Linked DNA regions of Pan troglodytes: region 1 is linked to region 2. The links are chromatin contacts, called in public Hi-C maps. All regions are on one chromosome and are shown on one strand. The core of a region is the stretch at or near the end of the contact, and the rest is flanking DNA. Distances in the headings are between cores, read along the strand shown. Region 1 overlaps ARHGEF28 (Rho guanine nucleotide exchange factor 28). Region 2 holds the start of GFM2 (GTP dependent ribosome recycling factor mitochondrial 2).

What was found. Hi-C and Micro-C count contacts between places; a contact is called where the count stands out from the background.
Region 1: a Hi-C map of stem cell-derived neural progenitor cells shows a contact between it and region 2, with 4 times the contacts expected there. The contact joins the enhancer-like site here to the promoter of GFM2 in region 2. A contact is called at or near these places in 1 of 7 Hi-C or Micro-C datasets (stem cell-derived neural progenitor cells) and 1 of 1 datasets of contacts at active chromatin or transcription factors (stem cell-derived excitatory neurons).

What each region holds. Positions count from the first base shown.
Region 1 is chr4:42,153,483-42,159,043 of NHGRI_mPanTro3-v2.0_pri, forward strand. ARHGEF28 (Rho guanine nucleotide exchange factor 28) reads right to left here. Exons shown (of 35, transcript XM_016953152.4): 28 at 4,529-4,660; 29 at 1,348-1,448. Among named protein-coding and RNA genes, the nearest start is that of ARHGEF28, 270 kb to the right of the region's middle. Within about 2 kb of position 3,314, at least 5 of the 24 cell types and tissues checked have an H3K27ac peak or open chromatin away from gene starts, as enhancers often do. A contact at or near this core is called in stem cell-derived neural progenitor cells, where this site is marked.
Region 2 is chr4:41,284,324-41,289,723 of NHGRI_mPanTro3-v2.0_pri, forward strand. It overlaps GFM2 (GTP dependent ribosome recycling factor mitochondrial 2), which reads left to right and starts at 2,851. Exons shown (of 21, transcript XM_001150063.6): 1 at 2,851-3,067. It overlaps NSA2 (NSA2 ribosome biogenesis factor), which reads right to left and starts at 2,722. Exons shown (of 6, transcript NM_001246638.2): 1 at 2,642-2,722; 2 at 887-1,074; 3 at 641-791. The coding sequence starts at 2,644.

The sequences.
Region 1 (5,561 bases), core at 2,064-4,563, 870 kb after region 2:
TATCCATTATACACCTTTTAAAAGTTTGATTTCAAGTGATCCTGCCCTTTACCTGGGTTTATTAATGTATTAATTTTTCAAAATGCCTTATTAAGCAAAAAATTTTGCAGATAGCTTAATCCAAAGAAGAACCCAGACACTTAACCTCAATTATCTACCTGTAGCTGAATTGGAGTGGAAGAGGGAGACTTTAGGGGTAGGAGCCACCCAACTTTGTATTCAAGATTAAATTATTACTGTCCAATTCACTCTCTCTTTTCTATTAACACAGTTGGACACCACAAACTTCACACTTAAAAGTGAAGTCTTCACTGAAAAGGATGAAAAGCAGGAACATTTTAAGAAGCAATACATTAGAAAGCTTACAATCAGAAGGAGTAAAATATTACATTCCTATGCTCATTTTGGCCTGTGAAGTTTAAAAAAGAACACTCAGTCACAGCTGTCTTTTCTCTGGATTTTAAAAGTCCTTGACTTGATTTCTCAGTCTTATGTAATATACACAAAAAGTATATAATATGTAAAATATGTTGTATACATGAGAAGATCTGACATTTGCCATTTTTTCACATTGACACATAGTGGCACCTAGTAATGTACCTAATTCAATTTTAGATAAAGCTAAACTCTGGAGCCCTGACAAGCAGGAAGAGGCCAACCAGCCACCTCCCAGAATCATATTTTACTCCTTTCCTATTTCTGACATCTCACTTTCAGTAGACATTAATAGGAAGTTTTATGTATTTAATTCTTAAAGAGAGAGTTAATACCTATGTATATAGCAGTAAGTCAAAAAAGAAGATTCCCTTTGGGAATCGCTGTGTCCCAAGCAAAAACTGGTCAGATTAATTAAAAATTAACCACAAAAAAAGTAGGTGAAATGTGGGTGGTGACAGGAAATCAACTCTGCAAGGAGAGGAGGGTCAAGGAAGGTGAAAGAAACAAGAATATTCCAAAGTAAAAGGTGTTTCAATTACTTTGGCGCCATCTGGTTGCAAAAGGGCCCCCGGGTGCCAGAGCTGCCAGACATAGTGGGTGAGAAGCAAAGGTTTGCAGGGCAGAAAGACCAGAAGTCAGAGAGCACAGACACACATATACACAGGAGAGTTTTTAATCTTTTTAATAACTTTTCAATCGTTGCTTTGTTTACACCTACATGACACAGGAAGTGCAAGCACATTTGAAGAAGAAATAAGTTAGAAAGTTTAAATATGAATATTTAAATCAATTGAGAACAATTCAGAAAAGCACCTTTGTCCCACTGACTGCCGTGACAGACCAGAACCTGAGGCTATTTTATTATAGACAGTAACCGCTGCCGTTTACTAACAAATCAGTTCACAATACCTTCTCCCCTGCATCAGAGACGGCCAAGTCGGTTACCACACCCTGGATCCCGGGATCCACATCCGAACAGCCTCTTCCTTCTCTCCCTCCTGTGACTAATGCTGGAAGCACGCCATCGAGACAGAAACAAAAAGGACAGCGTCAAACATCGGCCAGCCCACCGGGTTCTTCTGTACACGGCCAACACATATTTCAAAATAGGAAACACCACAAAATAATACATATTGAGTATTCTTAGATGAGGTGCTTGGATGAGCGCAGAGCAACGCATGTGGTCCCTGCCCACATGGGGCTTACACGCTAACAGACAGCAACTGACGAACCGCACAAAGTATCACCATCTTTGTACTTTTCTTTCTTGCACTGAAGTGTTCGTGTGTTGTTTGTGTTACAGAGGGTAGAATCTACATCTCACTCTCACTTAATAGGAAAATGCCTCCTGGGAAGGATGAAATTTAAACAGGTGCTGTAGAACAAAAGCAAGGTCTCTTGGCAGACTCAAGTCTGTAAAAAGTCTCTCTTGTGGCCAGTGCAAGAGCAGCAGACGATAAACAAGGTTTAGGAGGAAGGAGGAGTCCGAAGCAGGAGGGAGACATCTTTCTAGGAAGGCGGAGATGGCTAATACTTCACGGTCTCATAGTCATACAAACCAAGAACCTGTCCCTATCTCTGAATAACTTATTTTTTAACAATTTCTAAATGTGTTGTTTTTCTCACATTTCTTGTTATGCTTTAGATTTACAAATACTATGTATTTAAACTATGAAAACATAGAAACTAGTCCCGAAATATTTTTAAGTACCAAATACAGATTTCACTTCATCCATTAAATCTCTGTTGGCAGGATTTTCTTTCTTTCTTTACCCATGTGAACTCAGTTAAAACTTAAACTGTGCCCACCTTGCACTGATTAAAACTAGAATTTTCAAAGCCCAAAACAGTGTTTTATTAGAACCATGTCCAATCCAGACCCTGACAAAATCGATATTCACTTTGTGACACTGTTTGTTTGTATAATTTTTATTGTGTCATTTTGAAACTTTATTTCCAATATAGGAAATGCCTTTTTCTTTAACAAAAATACTTATGTCTTTGGAAAATGAGAGTCCTCTAGGATTTCAAAGACCTCTTCTAATACAAAGAAGTTTTTGTCTAAACGGAAACGGCTTCCGATGAGATCAGCTAAAAACAAGTCCATTTTGTTCAAGCTGATCAGCACTTATTCACTTACAATGAGGGACATTTTATAGGTTTCTCTGTCATTTGAAAAATGGTTCTACTATTGGGTGCTATTCCTAACTCTTAAAGAGTGGCCAAAGGCATCACTAAAGAATTCACCACTCTGTTTCTCACTCCCTCATAGAAATTAGGAAAATCAAATGGGAAAGAAGCTGATGACAAGGCAGAAGAATAAAACACAGATCAGGTCCCTGTCCCTGTATCCAATTTCAGGGTGGGCCAGAGGGTCTCCAGTGAACAGAACTTTCCTAGAAGTAGAAGATACTCATCATGTATACTGAAGACTGAAAATAGAGCTGTCTGCTTGGCTTATAACCTCAGGCTGACATAAGCCTGATGCAGAAGAGCCCAGTTCTCCAAGTCATTTGCAGAACCGACCCATTCAGTCACAGTTGTAGACCTCCATTTAGAGCTAGCCTTGTGCCTTGAACAACTTTATAAAGAGAATCAAACTCTCATAGCACCATGTTCCAGTCTGACCCAGAACTGAAGAGGCCTTGGGGTACAGGACCCCACCAGCCGGCTTCGGTACTTCCTCTACCTGAATCCCGATATCAGACCCCTCTAAAGAGCCTCTCAATGGTTCTGGCAAATGCCACGGGTGTCCCTTTGAAACTCTCCCCAGTCATGAGAGATGTGGATACAGACAAGGAGACCTTCACTGCCTGGCCTGAAGGGAGGGAAGGCACGGCCGCGGGCTCGGGCAGCTGCGGAGGGGAGCCTCTCCAGCTGTCCCTGGGGCGAGGCTGAGAGCAGCAGATCCCTGCACGTATTTTTAGACAGAGACTCCTCAATGGCATAATGAGGTTCTTCTTTTAAAAGGAAATCACCCAGGGCAGTACAACTCCCCTGATGAATCTGGGCTGTGTCAAAATGAAAAACATATGTGCGCATTCTGAAAATAGAAACTCAGGATTAGATAAAGCAGAACTTGAGAGAGGAAGATAATTAGTGGTGCTGATGTTTAAAAAAGAAAAAAAAAAGAAGTATAGAATTAAAAAGCTATACTGCATCTATATATCTTAATTAATCAAGGGATGTTGTTAAAGAAGTTCTGAGTTCAATTTAATCTTCCAATCTTGAGTTCAATTTAATCTTCTGATCTCTAACTACTGAAGACATTTTATCCATTTTATCTTACGCACATAAGACCTTGTGGAAGTAAGGTTGTTACCACCTGCACAGGATGAAAAGTATACTCTTTATGCTCTTATCTTAGAAACCTTTATGGAACTAAGTAGCCTACAACTATACATATAACAGGATAGCTAGGTTCGGGGAAATTACCTAAACCAAATCTCTACATTCTATTTTTTTTATATTTAAAATGTTTTGAAACAATGTTTTCATAAATGAATTCTGACATGAACTAAAGTGTAGGATGGCACAGATCAAGAATTTTCTGGCACTTCTGCTTTAACCATACCACCAAACTTCGTGTGTGTGAGAGAGAGAGAAAGAGAGAGGGAGAGAGAAAGGAGGGAGACGGAGGGAGCCGTGTGTATATTTCTGGTTTTCTGAGTTGTTTTCTCAGTTGATGCACATGAGATTAGGTTTAAGGGCTTGTTCTGTAATTGACCGCAGGGACTCCTTTTTTAAAAAACCTGAAAAGTTAAAAAGTTCTTTCAAAACTGTAATGAATAAATCATATCAAAAATGAGGCAGGGTAGGGGTTGGGGAAGGTCCGATATTTGGCTGGCAAACAGAGCAGTAGAACCCACCAACTACTCTTTAGATCCTCATACTTGAAACCCCAGTGTCATTATTATATGCATATGATACTCATTTAGGCTAGCATATTTATTCTCAGTTTTTTTCTAATTTAAAAAAATATATCAAGTCCCCTTCAACCAGAGACAGTCATTGCCTTTACTTTATGTGGCCACTGTAAGCTCCAGGGATTGTGCTCAGGCTCATTGCCAAGGCCTGCATTTTCACTTACAGGCAGTCGGTGATCCTGGTACATCATGAGAACTGAGTGTGTCCGCCAAGACAGAGTCTCCACAACTGTCCTCACATGATTGACTCACGGCGCCCATCTGTGAGGCCTTCACAGCAACCTGTAGGCTCTCAGCTAAGATGGAGAAAAACAAAAATAAATCTAAAAAACAAAGATAGGTATATATTTAATCTAGACCAGGAATTGGCAAATTGCATTTGGCCTGTCCCTGTTTTTATATGACCCAGGGGCTAAAAATGATTTTTACATTTTTAAAGGTTGTCAAAACATGGGCATGTGCCTACGCACGTGCGCACACCACACACACACACACACACACACACACACACACACACACACACCCCAGAGACTGTGTGATTTACAAAACCCAAAATACTTAATATCTGGCCCTTTATAGGAAAAGTTTGCAGATCTTTAATCTAGACCAATACTTTTAGCATCATTTTACGACAGAGAATTAACTCAATAAAAAACTATAAACCCATTATATTAAAATATCTCAAATGCAACTTTCAGTAAATTGGTATGCCTAAAAACTTCCTGTCATTCAGTTAGTATAAATATACCAGGCATTAAAATTTTAAAACCTGTTGCCCAGAAATATTAGCTATTCCTCAAAAGAGTATTTTCCCTACACTTGTCTTTAGAAATACAGATTCCCAGTCTTTGGCTCTAGACTTACTGGATTTGATTCTCTGGAGGAGAAAACAGGATCTATATTTTAAATAAGCACCTGTTCTAGGGGATATTGGGCATTTGACAACTAAGAGGGGAGTTTACAGATTGGAGGAAGAAAGAGACATACACAACCCACTAGACCATACAGAAGCATGTGATCAGCACTCGTCTCCATCAGCATTATTAGAGCATTATAAATGCTACTGCAGCATGGAGGAGGAAGAGCATTCTATTAGCTATTAGGATTCGGAATATGTTTTTACAGGAGGTGAAAACTGAGCAGGACCTGGAAAGATGGATGGGTTTCAAGAGGAAGAGACAGAAGAAAAGAAAGGAA
Region 2 (5,400 bases), core at 1,601-4,100:
ATAGCATAACACTGGAAGAGTGTTTCCACCTCTTAATATGTCTCTGTATTTCTTCCCGAGATGGATCTGTAATCACTAGCAAGACAAAATCCTCACCAGATGTTTTATGCCTCCCTTGAGTGCAAATTCTATGAAAAAACTGAAATAGTGTAAGGCAGTAAAAATAATTCTTTAAATATAAATACTGCATATTCTTTTATCTGGATTTCTGCTAATCTATTTACAGGTGTTTTAAAAAGCCACATTTTTTGTGACAACTCAGGGAGTTTTCCACCATTCTACTTTTTAACCAAGTTTGGCACTACAGGGCAGCACAAATAAGAAGCATTTGTATTTTTCTTTATGACTGCATAGCACTGTGGGTTTTCAAACAGGAAGACAAATATTGAATTTGAAATTCACTCCTTACCAGCTTTTAAATTTCATATGGCATTCTAATAAATTTTTTTTAAAACTTAAATTTTAAAACCTTATGATGAGAAAGCAAGTTTTTAATTAAATTTACAAAGACTTCAACATCTAAATAATGGGAATAACAGCTGTACTTCATGTTTGAAATTAAACCGAGAAACAAGAACCTCAAATTTGAATTTAAGTAATTCTCCTAAACAAAACAAAGACTTGAATTGTTATTGCTTACCGCCTTCTCTTTTCTTTTCTGTTTAATCATATTGGAAAGTACTTTAGCTCGAGATTGTCCCTCTCTGTCCAGCAGATAGGCAGGTACTGCTCCCTGTGGTGTCTTTTCATCATTCTTTTGTTTGGTGTTTCTCTTTTCATGCATCTTGATACTACCAAGAAGGAAAAAAGATTCAAGATTATCTGTTTTAATAATGATTACTCAAAAGATGTTAACTTGTTATGACAAATAAATGAGACCACTTACGTCTTTTTCATTTGTATTTTCTCAGCATGACGCTGTTTATGGTAAAGCTTAGCCTTCAGACCAATCATTTTCTTTGCCTTCTTTGAACGTTCATGAGCCTCTCGACTTTCCTTCTTTCTCTTTTTCTCATGGTAATCCAAACGGTATCCATAGCGTTTACGGTGTAATTCAATATATTCATTCTGTGGCTATAATGATGGAAGAAATATTATTTTAATTTTTTAAAGTACTGACAATCATTCTAAAATGCTTTCTTTTACATAGCACAAAGACCCTGTTTCATCCAAATGTTCACTTACTTAAATGATTCTTGCACCATTAAGTTTATTCACATGATGTAAGTTAAATTTTGGTCTTGAATGATATGAGGCATCAGGACTTACATCTCTAATAATCTCATTAGGGAGTGGTCCAAAATCTACTGGACCACAAAAGGGATGAACTGATTACAGTATCTTTTTTCCTTGACATAATTTGCTTTTTTAATAACACCTTCATTTCACATTTAAAAAATTTAAGTCAGTTTTATTGAAGCATAATTTACACACAGTAAAACCTGTCCTTTTTAGGTATACAGTTCTAAGTTTTTCCTAACTACACAGTTCTGTAACCACCACAATCAAAATACAGAGAATTTCCATTTCCCCCTAAAATTCCCTATGTAACTTTTAAGTCAATCCTCTTTCCCAACTCTCAGTTTGATACCTATCCCTACAGTTTCGCCTTTCCCAGACTGAAACAGGGATCAACAGTAGTACATAGCCTTTTGAATCTGGTTTCTTGCTTTTGGGATTCACCCAATTTGCTGCAGGTATAGGAACTTCAATCCTTTTTATTGTTGAGTAGTATGCTATTGTATGGATACACCACTGTTTACCCGCTGACCAGATGATAGGTATCAGGGTTGTTCCCAGTTTTGGGTGATTACGAATAAATCTGCAATAAACAACTGCATGCAAGTCTTCATGTGGACGTGTGTTTACTGCCAGACCGTTTTCCAAAAGTGCATTATTTTTCTTTTCACCAGCAATGTATGGGATGCTTTTTGCATTTTAGACACGTTTTAAACACGCGGCCAGGCGTGAGTCTATTCGTATTTTAAGGCTGCAAAAATAAAAATGATACAAAGCCAAGTCCAGCACAGAGAGCAATGTTAAGTAACAACCAACAAGGTGTGCTGCTACCAACTGCTATCACATAAACTTTGCAGCCATCACATGAAGGGTGTATGGAATGCCATTTTGCAAAGAAACGCAGATTATAGAGACGTAACAGAAAGAGAAAGGACCTGGCAGTTAGATCTGGGCCGTTAAGCCCGGCTTCGCAATTCATTAGCTGTCTGGTCTTTGGCAAGGACGCCTTCAGTTTCCTCAGCAGTAAAATGAAGGGAGCGGGACTGACATCTAAGATTGTACAAGGCACAACCATATTCCCATTAGGCTCTGGGGCTGATAACCACGCTTGTGGTGAAATCAGGAATTTTTAGGACTCTTAGCGGTGGATCAAAAAGAAAAAAGAAAACAGGACAGAGTAAAATCTTGCTCCAAAGCTTGTGTTCTGGCAAATACCGTCTGTGTCTCGAATGTGAAGTTGTTTCCACTCCTCAGAGCCCACCCCACGGGTCTACCATCCTTTTCTCTTGGCAGTTCTCATTTCCGCCTACCACCACTCACCCCCTACCCCAGCGCCCCAGAGTCCTCAGGTCCCACTAACTCAGACGCTGTGTGTCGCGAGCGTCCGAGGCATCCTCCTTACCATGGTGACGGCCGCAGAGCCGCCAGGAGCAGCCCCTGGAGTGCGAAAACGCTCTCAATTTTCGGGTCTCAAAGACCCACAAGCCCACGCCACGCAGGCCGGGACAGGAAAGGGTCACCCTTTAAAACGGCCGAGTGAAGAGCAAGAACCACGCAGCGGTTCCGAGCCTCTGTTTTCCGCTTTTAGCTAGGAGGACGGAAGTTGCTGGCAGGCGGCATTTGGCCGGTACACCGCCGGAAGTGTGGAGGTGTGGCTGCCCGAGGCGGTAGAGCGGAGAAAGCCTATTTTCTTTTCGTTTAGATACATTGCCTTTTGCCTAGGCTGGCGTCGAGACTTGAGGCCGTTGCAGACTTTGGCGCGGCTCGCGCCTCCTGCTTCAACAGCCCAGCGGTGAGAGCTGGCCTGCGGCACGCGGCCTAATGCCAGGTGAGTACTGCTCCGAGCTGTGAGACATCGCGCGCCTGTGACCCTGTCACAGCGCTGGGTACCGCTGACCTTTCAGGCTGCGACGGACACAGCCAGCCACGGAGGAGGACAACAGGGCCTCCGGACTCCCCTCGGTGTTCGCTCAGTATGGAAGTTTTTCTCTATCATTCGGCGAAGTCGACTCATCTTTGTTCCGGTCACTCTGTGTAATGTGTGCATGATTGTGAAGGATACTGAGGAATGAAAACTTAGTGTACAGAAAAATGGAACTACTGGGCCTTTGCAGCTGTTAGAAAAGAAGAAGATAACATTCTGGTTTTTTGGAGGTACAGGACTGATTCCAGAAATTTCTGAGGCATTTTGGTGCACCGAATCAAATGCTGAGTGGACTTGTATTTAGTGGCCCCCTAGTGTCAAGAAGTAATTAACTACCAGAAAGTACGTCTACTTAAATACACTGCCAGGTTTACCCTTTTACTGCACAGTTGCAGAAGTTCCCTTAATTACTTCACAGCTTGCAGCGTGATTCAGTTGATGAACAAAAAGAACTGTACCAAAAGAATACTTTCATTAATTCTTAGTGCTTGTATTTGAGGCAGTATTTTGTTTTTGTTTTTATGGGTATTTTGAGACGGCATCTCGCCCAGTCGCCCAGGCTGGAGTGCAGGGGCGCGAGCTCGGCTCACCGCAGCCTCGACCTCCCGGGATCAAGCGATCCTCCGACCTCAGCCTCAAAAGTAGCGAGCTACAGGCTCGCGCCACGAAGCCTGGCTGATTTTTGTAGTTTTTGTAGAGATGAGGTTTCACCGTGTTGCCCAGGCTGGTCTCGAACTCCCGGGTACGAGCGATCCACCCGCCTCGGCCTCCCAAAGTGTGGCTTGAGCCACAGCGCCCGGCTTTGAGGCAGTTTTTGTTTTGTTTTGAGACGGAGTTTCAATCTTGTCGCACAGGCTGGAGTGCAAATGCGCCATCTCGTCTCACTGCAACCTCTGCCTCCCGGGTTCAAGCGATTCCCCTGGTTCAGCCTCCCAAGTAGCTGGAATTATAGGCGCTCGCCACCACACCCAGCTAATATTTTTGTATTTTTAGTAGAGACGGGGTTTCACCATGTTGGTCGGGCTGGTTTCGAACTCCTGACTTCAGGTGATCCACCTGCCTCGGCCTCCCAAAGTGCTGGAATTACAGGCGTGAGCCACCGAGCCCGGCCTTTGAAGCAGTTTTTTAAGGCTCCATTTTCTAAGGTGATCTCATCATTCTCTTTAAAACCAGAAATAGTAACTAGCATTTGTATATTTTAGGTACAGTACGTTATATAATCTCTTTGCCTTTAATGTGCCCCTCCCCGCCGTCCCTCAATCCCCCGAATTTCCTCCCTCATCTACTTCAGGTCTTTGCTTAAATGTCACTGTTTGAATGCCTTCCTTGATCTCTTTACTTACAGTTCTAACTGTCCCAATTCCTCTTTCCTGCTTCATTCTTCTCTACAGCACCCTATCATCATGGGAGAGACTATGTATTGTATTCGTTACTTTTGTTTGTTGTCTGTATCCCCTGACTACGGTAGAGGCAGTATGAGGGCAGAGATTGTTGTCTTTTTTTCACTGCATTAACGCTGATATCTAGAAAGCAGTGGGTAGGCAGACACACAGTAAATTCTTGTTGAATAAATGGGAACGAATAGGCTTGGGCGGGGGAGGGCTGGGTTGTGCAAATTATCTTTTTATTGACAACCACTGAGTTAAAGAAGAGGAAAATGTCTATTAAATGTCTATTACAGTCACAACTGTGGAGAGACTATGAGGCCCTGAACTTTGGCATTACCAATGAAAAGGGAATGGATTCAAGGCCAGGCATGGTGGCTCACGCCTGTAATCCCAGCACTTTGGGAGGCCGAGGTGGGTAGATCACTTGAGGTCAGGAGTTCACGACCAGTCTGGCTAACATGGCGAAACCCCGTCTCTACTAAAAATACAAAAAGTAGCCAGGTGTGGTGGCACATGCCTGTAGTTCCAGCTACTCGGGAGGCTGAGGCAGGAGAATCGCTTGAACCCAGGAGGCAGAGGTTGCAGGGAGCTGAGATCAAGCCACTGCACTCCAGGCTTGGTGACAGGGCAAGACCCTGTCTCAAAAAAAAAAAAACAACAACAACAACAAAGGGAACAGATTCAAATATATTTAGGAAATCAAATGTAAGTATTAGATGACTTTCTAAATAAGAGTAGTGAATGTTTCTTAGCTAAAATCCAGAAAAGAACAGACTTAGGAGTAGTAATGAGGTTTCACATATCTTAATAACATGGATCACAATGGTTTAACACAGGGGTGTCTAATCT